2 separate regions of the Ovis aries genome follow, and region 2 is linked to region 1. Evidence: chromatin contacts called from public Hi-C data. All regions are on one chromosome and are shown on one strand. Each heading gives the region's core, a stretch centred on a gene start, on an enhancer-like site or on the middle of the called end of the contact. The rest is flanking DNA. Distances are from core to core; before and after follow the strand shown. Region 1 has its middle 20 kb from the start of HTR3A. Region 2 overlaps ZBTB16 (zinc finger and BTB domain containing 16).

Region 1 (6,004 bases), core at 2,436-4,935:
CCAGTAGCCAATTTTTATAGCTTCAAGACAGAGACAATTCCTATTGGAACAGTGGCATTAAGTGGTGGTTAGGATGCTATAGGGTGGGCATATTACCTAATATGGGGTCAGGGAACTGGCTGGTTTAGATCCGAGACTCATGGCAACAGTTGCTATGGGGCTTGGTCAGTTCCAGAGACTTTATCCTGTGACCTTGGTACAGGACTCCACATCGTGACCTTGATACGCGTGCTGTGCTTAGTCGCTCAGTCGTGTCCAACTCTTTGTGACCCCATGGACGGTAGCCCACCAGAGGCTCCATAATTAATTGTGCTTCCATTTCCAGTACAGAAACACTCTGGTCTGGCTGGTAATTACAAGATCATCCTGGCGGAAGGGGACTCACATGGAATCCACATCACCAACCCCTTCATTCATTCGAATACTGAGCTCCCGCCCTGAGCCTGGCACAGGTCTGGTCCTGGAGACACAGAGCTGAGTAACAGGCAGACAGTCCTGATCTCGGGTGCCCTCAGCCTGCAACAGCTTGGAGCCGGGCTTGGGTTTCCAGTTGGAGATTGAGGCCCAGTTAACGGCAGTGAAAGCACCAGATCCCAGCCCCTAGACCAGTGGTCAGTGACAAGGGCCTGGCCCTTTGGCTTTGCAAAAGAGAATTTCCACAAAGATAGAAAGTAGTGAAGCAGGCAAAGTATTTATTAAGAGGAAAAAAGAGTACAGTACCTGTGGATAGGCACACAGGCAGACTCAGACGGAGAGTCCCTGAGTCGCGCCCTAGTGATAGTTTAAATCACTTACATTAGGCATTTCTTCTGGTTTTTCTTTGGCCAATCATTTTGATTTCCCTGGGTCACAGTCCATATTTGGTATATCTCAGGATCCTTCCAATTGTGTGCGCCCATCTCTTAGCCAAGATGGAGCCCACAGCTAAAGTCTGTGGGTAGCTCACCTTTCACCTCTAAGGAGCCTTTCCGCACATGTGTGGTCAGAGAGGTCTCCTGACTTTGAGAATGAGAAATATGTGGTCTGGGCAGGGCCCAGCCTCCTCCCTTAGTTGTCTTGCTGTTCTCACCTTGGAGTTTCTCGTCATAGGGAACGAATCTCCAATTGCTTTACCCTAGGGGGGCCCACCTGCCTTCTGCCTGAGTCCCGGCTACGGGAGCGCACAGATTTTGGCTGCTGCAGCCCCAAACCAACTACGGCACAGCGTGGGGGTGCTGGGGGAAAGCGCGTCATTCTCTTCATTCCCTGCCTCCCGATTCCCCAGTGGTGTTCTGGCTGCCTGGTTCTCTCTTTCACCTTACTTCCTGCTCCTTACCCCAACTGGCATCGGAGGGGAAGAGTAGATTAGAGAAGGGGTTGCGGATAAGGGCTCCCCTTTGCACACCAGGTGTCTCTTTCTCCAACCATAGCTCATTCACTCTTTTGCCCACTAAATGCCAAGCATGGACAATGTGCCAGCCCTGTGTGAGTGGTGAACAAAATGAGAGATAACCTGCCTTGGGCATCTAATGGGCTGGGAGTCAGGATAAATGCTAAAGAAATCACCCGACAATAAATAAATGAATCACAGTCCTGGAGAGAGTAAAGAAACAGGGTGGGTGTTGAAATTTGAGACATGCTGAATGAGGCCAAAGCAGCGAGAGGAACACATCGCTCACCTTCACGTGACTTTCGAAGAGGGGACTTCTCGTGGGAATTTGAAGCCCAGCGACACACCCATCTGGTGGCTAGATTCAAGATTCATGGGTGAGAGCAGAAAGATGAGTCCTTGGGTGGAAAGGGCAGGGGGTGGATACGCCAGCAAAGAGAAAAGGACAGAGCACAGAGCTGGCACCTCGGGCCGTGATGAAGGGTCACCTAGCGGAAAGGCACCATTTCCTGGACCCTAACCTCGGAAGGTCCTCCAGGGGTTGTTCTACCCATCCGCCTTGCCTGTACTACCGTCTCAAAGAGGGTGAATCAGGAGAAGGATGTGTTTGTCTCTATGAAAGTCTTAGTAGGGAGGTGATTTTTCACCCCATGCTATGTTTAACATCTTTTGCCTCCAGAAGCCCTAAGGTGACAACCTTGGTGGTCCAATGGTTAAGACTTCCCCTTCCAATGATGGGGGTGTAGGTTCGATTCCTGGTCGGGAAACTAAGATCCCACTTTTCTCGGCCATAAAACCAAAACATAAAACAGAAACAATATTGTAACAGATTCAATAAAGACTTTAAAAATGGCAGAATGATGCCCCTCTCCCCAGATAACTTCTCCCTAACACCCAGAACCTGTGATTATGTTGCATTACAAGTCAAAGGGTCTTTGCAGATGTGATTAATTTAAAGATCTTGAGGGTGGGACTTAATTCTGGATCATCTGGGTGAGCCCACCAGATTCACAAAGGTCATTATAAGTGAAGAGGGAGGTAAAACAGAGAGAGACACGTAAGAAAGAGAGATCTGAAAGATATTATACTCCTGGCTTTGAGACGGGGGGAAGGGGCCATCAGACAAGGAATAGAGGCAACCTCTAGACTACAGAAAAGGCAAGGAAACACAGTGTCTCCTGGAACTTCCAGCAAGAGCAGAGCCCTGCCAATCCACTTTGGACTGCAAGATAAGGAATTTGTGTTTTCAAATTGGCAATTTGTTATTTGCAAAACAGAAACAGCGATACAGACATGGAGAATAACTGTATTGACACCAAGTGGAGGAAACGGAGTGGGATGAATTTGGAGATGGGGGCTGACATATATACACTATTAGATAACTAACGGGAACCTATGGTACAGCTCAGGGAACTCTAGTGCTCTGTGGCGACCTAAATGGAAAGGAAATCCAAAAAAGAAGAGATATATGTACATGCGTAGGGGATCCACTTTGCTGTACAGCAGAAACTAACAGCATTGTAAAGCAACTATATTACAATAAAAATTAATTTTAAAAAGAATCAACAGGGGAAATGAATGAATAAATTGGTAATTTGTTACAGCAGCAGCGGCAGACTAATACATACAGCCAGCACGCTGCAAGAGCAAAAGGTTGTGGTTGTTGCCCTGGGATGGGCGAAGAAATCATGCCATTAACTCTGCTCAGGACCAACATCAGCTCTGGTCCTCACCCCAGAGGCACTGGATGAGTGTCTCCCAGGACGCACCTTCTCTAACTACTGACCTCCACCCCCACCCACACCTTCCCGGCTCCTGCTCTGGGCAGCCCCTTCCCAGGACCATCGAGGATCATCTCAAAGCGTGTGTCATGTGGGCTGGAATTGGGGCCCTAGAGACACCGGCAGCAGAGAAACGTGGGGAGTCTTCCATGGACCTGTGTGTGTACCGGTTTTAGCTAAAACGGCTCCTTTCACCATTAGGCATTGATATCTTCATCACACAAGCAGAAAGGGGGAAATAAACTAGGTGTGCAGCTTGGTGTGGGCTCGAGGCCCGAGTACGGAAACAAAAGAGGCTGCCGCGGAGGGATCAGCATGGGCACAGCCTCTGCCCAGAGTCAAAACAGGGCACCGAGCTCTCTGAAACATGATCCTTGGTGCTGGCCAAAAGGAAGGGGCTTGCCTTGAGAAGAGGGGACTCAGAGACTCCCGAGGGGGTGGGGCATTTGGGGGGAAGCGGGGTGAGGTGAGGGCAAAAAGTGCTTCGTAGGCCCCTCCATAGAACTTCTGGACTTTGCCGCCACCTTGTGGACAGAGTCTAGAAGGACAGGGTTATGGCTGCCCTTGGCTGAAGTCTCACGCCAGGCCCTTAGGATGGTACTTCTTCCTGAGCTTTGAATCGGGGGTTCTTCAGGGCACATGGAAATGAATCCTACGCTCCTATGATTCCGAATGTCATGCTTATGGTGTGTCCTTCTGCCAAGAATCTATTTTTGCAGACAGGGACACAGGAGGTGGAATTGAAGGGAAGAGATCCAACTCGAATCAGGATAATCCACCCAAGCGTTGCCCAGTAGCCACAGGCTTTCCCGGAGAACTTGAAGCTGTGGTTTTACGAAGGAACTCTGTACAAAGGAGCCTGGGAGTGCTCAAGGGCAGGGCAGAGGGGGTAACAGTAGGAGAAAAAGGGACAGGAAGGAACAGGACATAGAGATGTGGGTTCAGCCTGATGTGGACAGAGCTGGCCTTATAGGGAGCGAGTGACCAGCTCACTTTCTCCTGCCCATTTCTAAAACGGAGACAAGGAAATGGGAGAAGTTCTCACCCATTCAGAATGTGATGTGAGCAGATCGAGGAAGGGTCCATATGCCACTCAACATCCCTGTACTCCAGCCTCACGACCTCCCTAGGCTTTTGCACCAAGCTGGGAGTGTGAAAATCAGCTTTCTCCACAGACCCTATGAGCTGGTACTAATGTGTACCCATTTTTCAGATGAGAAGATTGAGGCACGGAGGACTGAAGTGCTTGTCCAAGGTTTCACAGTGAGCATGTGATGGGGCCAAAATTCCACTGTGGGGGAGTCCACTCCACACAGCATGCTCATACTGTACCAAGTAAATATACTGCAAAAGGAATTGGGTGACCACACTTCTGGTGTCCTAGCTCTGGGTCTCTCCCAACTTGAGCTCTGGCAGGAGAATGATGCGGTTTTCTCCATGGTTTGCCCCTTCCCAACCTAGATAAAGGTCTCTCTTCAAAGGCTTCTAGGAAACGAGGTTCCATTCTTCCCTTTCAGACTCCCAGTCTCATGCACGTCAGGAATATGGCTCTCAGGAGGTTTCTCCTGCAGTCTAACCTTCACCCATCTTCCTTCAGGTCAAGTCCAGATAGAAGGTCTCAGATAGGAGAGAGAGAGCGTGTGGACAGGCTTCTGTCTCAGAGAAGGGTATTCTTGGTCTCTAAAAGCAGGGTTTAATTCTCTACCAGTGACAGTCAAGGCCAGCCAATCACAGGCCTTAATGGGAGAGCTTAAATTATAGAGGACCAAGTTAGACGAAAGAAAAAAAAATCAACAAAACCCACCCAACTCCCAGCCCCTGGTACTGCAGCTGATAGGTAATTATCTGCTGTTTGTGTGCGCTGTTTGGGCTCCAGCCCTAACTGCTCGGGATGGACAGTGTGGGGACCAGGCCACTGGGCTGGTGTCAGGCCAAGCCAATTGAGAGGGGCCCCGGCCAGACCCTTCTCGACGTCATCCCCCCCTCCCACCCCTCTACGCCCCTCCAATCAGGGGAGAAGCTGCCCTCTCTTGCCCAACACCCTCCCTGCAAACCCCGGGAGGAGAGAGGGAGTGATTAGCATGGGGCATTGTCCCCAGATAATGGGCCCCAGCTGCCGCTTGCAAGAAGAGACAAAGCGCCCGGCCGCTCCACAAGCATTATCCCCTCGTTAAATCTCTGTTATTAGATTAGATTCAAAATGTATTGATTCAGAGTCTGGCAGGGGGGAGGGGGCGCGGAGGACGGCGATGTGGCTGTGGAGTGCGGAACCACACCTCTCCGAGGGCGCGCCCTCCCCCTCCCCCTCCCCGCAGCAGGCAACTCTCCTTCCCGGTCTCTGAGCGGAATCTCCCCTAAGCCCAAACCCTGACTCTGAGTTCTGCTGCTCGCCTGGACCCTCGCCAGAGCTGCGGAATGTCCACTCTTGCGGGGTGGGGGGGCGGGGTGCGGGGGCTGGGGTCGTGGAGCGCAGATAAACCCGCCGCTCGGGACAGGCAGCCTCGCTGAGATGCAGGCGGTGAGCTCCACAGCTGGGAGCCCTATGCAGGGCTGGGTCGCCCAGGCTGGGCGCTTTCAAGTCCTTTAAGGCAGTCTTCTGAGTAGAAATGACAGGTTTGGGAAGCAGTGCGGATAGGAAAGGAGGTGAGAACTGGGACTGTTCGTAGATGAGTGGAGAAGGCTTCAGAAGAGTGGAGATGAGCTATAGAGAACCTGTCTGGTCAAGGCTATGGTTTTCCCAGTGGCCATGTATGGATGTGAGAGTTGGACTGTAAAGAAAGCTGAGCGCCCAAGAACTGATGCTTTTGAACTGTGGTGTTGAAGGAGACTTTTGAGAGTCCCTTGCACTGCAAGG
Region 2 (6,004 bases), core at 1,255-3,754, 270 kb before region 1:
AAGTAAGAGCTGGTCCCACCGCCCCTTGCGCTTTGCTGTCCCCTCTCAGGCTCTCGAGTGTGGAGCTGGGGACCTCTGAGCTCCTGTGCAGCCCTCTGGCCTGCCTGCTTCTCTCCCAGCAGCAAAGCTTTTGAGGGGCTGGATCCCCTCGAGGCTGATCTTCCTTCAGTGTCAGATGAGGCCACGTGGATCCTTGGGGTGTGGGCTGGCTGATGGCAGCCTTTGGGGACAGGAGGGGCTGGATTTGACAAGGCCAGTTGCTCAGCCAGGAGAAAAAGGATCGGGGAAGAAATACTGACTCGGGCGAACTTCTGGAAAATCCAACTGCACCATCTCCCAAGTAGTTTAGCATTTCCTTTCTGGTGTAAAACTGGACCACTTTCTCCTCTTATGAAGCCAAACCTGGTCCATGGACTGTAGCCCGCCAGGCTCCTCTGTCCATGGGGATTCTCCAGGCAAGAACACTGGAGTGGGTTGCCATGCCCTCCTCCAGGGGTTCTTCCCAACCTGGGGATCGAACCCTCGTCTCTTGTATTTCCTGCATTGGCAGGCGGGTTGTTCACTACTAGCACCACTGGGAAGCCCTACCTCAGACTCGGTATAGCACAGGGTGCCCCCCAAGAACCCAAGTTCCTTGCAAGGGGATGTGCTTTCCCAGTCTCTTTCCAGACCTGCCTGCCCAGTAGAGGCACCTGCAGTCAGTGTCCACTAGGTGGTGATAGAGTCCCAGTGATGCCAGAGAGCCCAGGAACCCACCCCAAGTCTTCCAGGTCCTGGCTGCAGGGCCCTAGCTCTGGAAATGAATGCCCAGGCCATGAGCACCACTGCCCCCCTCCCCCACTAATTTATGCTTTCATTTTATAGCACCGTGGTGTTTAGAAAGCTGATTCACATGCCTTGCTTCAGTTGGCAATGTCCTGAAGGTAAACAGGGCAGGCATTTCTGTACCCCATTTTACACTAAGGACAGAGAACCTCAGAGTCGCTTGGAGTTACGGTCTAGGTCACACGATGAATGGCCTCAGAGCTAGGTCCTCTTGACTCTGGACACTAGATTCTTTCAGCCTGGACTCAGTTGCCCCTGTTCCTTGGGGGGAGCCCAGAATAGCAGCCAGCACACATCAGTCAGAGTGGAGCTGGGTGCTCGATTCCGTGGGGCCATATGCTGCACCCTGATGGGACCCATCTGGGCTTCATTTGCTGCCAGGCCCCAAGGCCGGGGCTCAGCTCTGCCTCATGGGGCCTGAGGGCACTTGGTGAAGCAGACAGTGCCAGGCAGCCTGATGACACCACCCTGCAGGAGCCCACAGCTGGCCTCGCTCTCCAGACCCACCCAGGTGTGAATGGCAGGGGGGACGTGGTCCTCTGGCTAAGGCTGGCCTTAGGTCTGCCCTGGGACAGGCTACTGAGAGTGAAGGAAAGGCTGTAGGGCCCGGGTTTCCAGCAAATTCTGGGCAGGCGTGTGAATGAGGCAGAAAAAGCTGGGAGATAAAGGCTTTGATTCAACACAGGAGTAGAAGCTGTGAAAACATATCACTAAATGGAAATGGTCCAACCTGGGTTGATCGGGCCAGGAGTGGGAGGGTGTCACCTAGAGAGGTGGCCTGGCGGAGAGAAGAGACGGAGCTGATGGAATGACAGATCTCGGCTTCCAGCCTCACCTTCACCGGCCACCACCACGAGTCACAGTCTCAGTTTACCCACCCGTAAAATGTGGCCAGCACTCAGCACCTCACAGGAGCTATGAAGAAAGGGAGGCTTCCAAGAGTCCCCCAAATAGCAGACCCCCCTGGGGAAGCAGGGTGTTGGGCTCCTGCTCTTTTGAAGAGCCAGAACAAGAGAAGCAGCCCCCTGCTCGGGTCAGGGAGTATGAGGCGGAAGCTGTGACTTTCACATTGTGGCCCCAGGATCTCCAGGAGAGGGTGGGCCTTCCAGGCTGTATCTCTGCATCACCAACCCCTCCCCCAACCCCCCGCCCCCCAGGAGAGGCGGTGGCAGAGGAACGGGGTGTCAGCCGGGTACAGTCGTGAGCTGCAGAAAGCAGTGGCTTTCCTATTAATGTAGTCAGTAAATAAATAAAGGAGGGCTTAAGCGTAGTGTACAGCAATCAGTTTAGAGCTACAGGGTAATTAGCGCTGCAGGGGGCTGCAAGGCTGCAGAGTCAGGTTTAAATGAGTGAGTTCACTTTCACTGAGACGCCCCCCCGGAGAGCAAACACAGCCCAGAGAAGAGCCTGCCCTCCCGCCAGCCCATGTGAGGGGCAGGGGCTGGGGTTGGGGGGAGGCGGGGAATGGCAGGCCTGGGTCTGAGCCACAGCAAGAGTTGGGGGATAACCTCTCCCCAAAGTGGCTGGGGACCAGGTGTCTACACCCACGTGCTCATGCGTACACATGCACCCAGAGCGATATCCAGGCTGAGATGCACCGCTGTCCTGGGCTGACTGCTCCTCCCCTGCACATGGCTATGTGCTGACTCTTCAGGCGTCTCTCTAAACTGACGTGGGCACGTGTGAGGGGAGGCACGGTCGCCTCCACTGAAGTCTGCACACGGTGACATGCACGCTCATGGAGGTGCCTGGGCGGCATGGGTGTGCACCTCTGACCTCAGCCGCTGATGCTGTCTCTCCTTCCCTCCTTCTCCCATCTGTTTATCCGGCAAAGCTTTACTGGGGGCCTTCTACATGCCGGACAGCGTCAGGGTCTGGGAATATGAAGACACACAATGCCCCCTCTCAAGGAACTTAGCATTGGGGCAACGTTGACAGTTAAGGAAGTGAGTTATCATAACGCATGAGGACAATGGGACCAGGGAGGGAAGGGGTGACTGAACCCCATCTCAGCGGCCCCTTGCAGAGCTTTCCTGGGCAACTAGGGTTTGCCCAGGACCTGAGCCGAGACCAAAGCGAGGCCAGTGTGTGTATGCGTGATGCAGTTCCCAGAGCACAAGGCACAAGCAAAGGCCCACGGGGCACAGAGCTCAGTGTCTTCCAGAAGCCCTCTGCAGTCTGGAGCACAGGGGCCAGGGAGGTGGGGACAAGGGCAGGGCAGGGTGCGATGCTGAGATGAGGCTGGGATGGCCGGCAGAGGTTCTCTCATGGAGGGTCTTGCAAACCTTGTTAAGGAAGGAGTCAGAACTCCATCTGCAGAGTAACGAGGGACTTTAATCAAAGGAGTGACGTGATGCTGTTTGCATTTTTGGGAAATCCATCTGGGCCGCTGCAAACTCAAGGGTGGATGGAGAGAGGAAGAGCACGTGGGGTCAGTACTCCTCAGTTCCCTGCCTTCCTGGTAGGGACAAGGGGCCCCGGAGAGGCCAGGCAGAAGCCCCAGCAGTGTAGACCTGGGTGGGGAACGCCCTGGCCTCGGACTCAGCTGGACAGCTCTGTCTGCTCCCCCGCCACAACCTGAGTCTTCAGCAAGCCTCTGCTGGCTCTGCTGCTTGGTGCTCCGACCTCTGGCAGGAGGGGCCCCCTCAGAGCGGCTGAAAGGAGAGCCATTAAGGTTGATCCGTGTGACCCCAGAACCCACCAAAACTCCAGCAGCCTCATCCAAGAAGGGATAGTGTGCCTGTGTGCCGGGAGGGGCAGCCTCCCACCTAATGTCCCCGGAGACACAGTCAGGAGGAATGGAACCCCTGCCCCGCCCTGCCAGCAGCCCAGCCCCTCCTCTGAGCCCAGCAGAGCATCCTCTGGGCAAGCCCAGTCCTGGAGGAGGTGGCCCTGGGCTGAAGGCTGGAGCTGAGGGCAGCTGCACCTGGGCTGGCCACAGGCAGGCGGGCGGCCAGCCCCCTGCCCTGGAGAGGGAGGCTGGGGCGGCGGGCCGGGGGGGTTGGGGGGGGTTGAGTCAGGCCAGGGAGCGTTTTCAGGCTGGCCACGGCCAGGGCCCCTCTCTCTCCATGAGATCATATCTGGGTCAAAGAGCACGTAAAGCAGGCAGACCCCAGCGGCCACACAAAGCCCATTCAGTCCGGCCCTATTCACTCACCTCCTCTCCCCCAGAGCCCGCGCACTGCGACCCCAGCACAGTGCCTAAGCCCCAGCTTTGATGTCCAAGAACAGAAAACGGCGATTAAATGTTGTTTTAAAGAGGGAGCCCTCACTGCCCTCCCATCTGTCAAGAGAACGCTGAGGCCTGGGGGGGAGGCGGGGGAGGGACATGGGGGAGGGGCAGGGAGGCCGGGGTGGGGTGGGGTTGGGGGGGCATGGGAATGAGCAGGGACGGGAGGAAAAAGGCCTGGCCCAAGGGCTCCGAGGAACGGGGCAGGGGCTCGGAATCAAGGGGCAAAGGGTTGTTTTCCAAGATGAGAAACATGGGGAGGGGAAAAGAGTATGGGACCCAAAGGAACCTCAAAAGGAAGGAGAGACAGAGAGAGAAGGGGAGAGGGGAGAAGGACTGGGGGAGAGGGAGAGACGAGAAGGTGAAGGAAAACGACCAGAGCGGAGCGCAGAGACCGGGAAGGAGAAAGGACAGACGGACAGAGCGGCCACCCGCAGAGGGGCTGCCACCCACCCAGGCAGGTGAGTGTAGCTCCAGGCGATTTGCAGCTCGCAACCCCAGGGACACACAGACACCGGACCAGGGGGGCTGAAGGGTCGGCGCCCAGAGCTGGCAGGTGAGGCTGGAGATCAGGCCCCACCGCCGGGCTGGTGCTGGGAGGGCATCACGTGGAGGACGCTTCCCGCTGATGCCCAGGATGCCGCTGGAGGCCAGGCCAGCCCCTGAGGCCTGGCACTGGTTTCACACCCGGGGGGCAGCCTGCCTGCTCTGTTCTTAGCGAGGTCTCTATGACCAGATGGATTCTCCTCCTCCTTATTCTGGTCAGGTAGGTGGCCTCGGGCAGAGGTGTTGAGCCAGTGTGTCTGGCTTTCTGGCTTACACTTACCAGCGGGGCAAACACTCCTATCCCCAAGGAGAGGAAAGCAGACAGACCCTGAGACAGGGCAGCGTGGGAGGAGCCACAACATCCCAGTTTGTACAAAGGCTTTATTCTGCCAGTGATGATGCTGGGCTTGCGTCCCCCCCCGCCCTGCCAGCTCCAAACTCCTTTCTCCCCTAGGCCCGGCTGCCAGACCTAGGGACCTTTAACTGGGGGGCAGCTTCTTGTTGAGAAACAGATGAAACTCACTTGGCTGTGAGCATAAAGTAGAAAATATCTCTAAGACCAGACAGGAGCCTCCCCCCCCCTCGCCGCTGCTTCTGATGTCAGGGGAAAAAGGAACCTGATTTGAAACGGGGAGTTCTAGATGCAGGGTGTGACCCTGCCACTCACCAGCTGTGGGATCAGGACAAGTTATAATCGAAGAACATTCCAACCCAGCAGCTTAGAATACTGGCTCCTGAGAGGAGGGGTCTGTCTGCTCCCTCCTCACTATATTCCCAAGGTTTATGACAATAACTGCCAATTACCAGATGAACACTTATGCTGAAGCGATCGTGTCTGACTCTTTGAGACCCTATGGACTGTAGCCCACCAGGTTCCTCTGTCCATGGGATTCTCCAGGCAAGAATACTGGAGTGGGTTGCCATGCCCTCCTCCAGGAGATCTTCTGACCCAGGGTTGAACCTCCATCTCTTGTACTGCAAGCAGATTCTTTACCCACTGAGCCACCCAGGAAGCCTGCTTCACATACCGTACCAAGGGTCAAATGCTATTTGTGTATTTAATGCTATTTTTTAAAGGAAAACTCATCAAGTAAGTATGTCGTGAGGTGGGTATGAGCCTCTCAAATATGCATAAAAGTGCCACGTAAGTGAGGCTGAGGGGTAATGCACTCTTTCCCATCCCCACACAGAAACCTCAGTTCCTCCCCACCCAGGAAAAGGCAGAAAAGGCAAAGCACTTTTTTAAAAAAGGGGGACACTTCAAACCAGAGACAACTGAATTAACTTTATTCTCTTCTAACTGCAGATTCAAGGTATACAACTGAACATTGCTATTTTTCTTATGAGACTTATAAATAAAAATACAAAAAATGTTCACTACAAAAAAATCTACTGTTAGTAGGA

Evidence for each region. A called contact is a pair of places that touch in the nucleus more often than the background predicts.
Region 2: a Hi-C map of liver shows a contact between it and region 1, with 6 times the contacts expected there. The contact joins two enhancer-like sites. A contact is called at or near these places in 10 of 16 Hi-C or Micro-C datasets (blood, liver, mesenteric adipose tissue and 5 more).

Annotation. Positions count from the first base shown.
Region 1 is chr15:24,235,357-24,241,360 of ARS-UI_Ramb_v3.0, reverse strand. No RefSeq gene overlaps it. Among named protein-coding and RNA genes, the nearest start is that of HTR3A, 20 kb to the right of the region's middle. Within about 2 kb of position 3,685, at least 3 of the 54 cell types and tissues checked have an H3K27ac peak or open chromatin away from gene starts, as enhancers often do. A contact at or near this core is called in liver, where this site is marked.
Region 2 is chr15:24,506,926-24,512,929 of ARS-UI_Ramb_v3.0, reverse strand. It overlaps ZBTB16 (zinc finger and BTB domain containing 16), which reads right to left. Exons shown (of 7, transcript XM_027979221.2): 7 at 5,866-6,004. Among named protein-coding and RNA genes, the nearest start is that of NNMT, 20 kb to the left of the region's middle. Within about 2 kb of position 2,504, at least 11 of the 54 cell types and tissues checked have an H3K27ac peak or open chromatin away from gene starts, as enhancers often do. A contact at or near this core is called in liver, where this site is marked.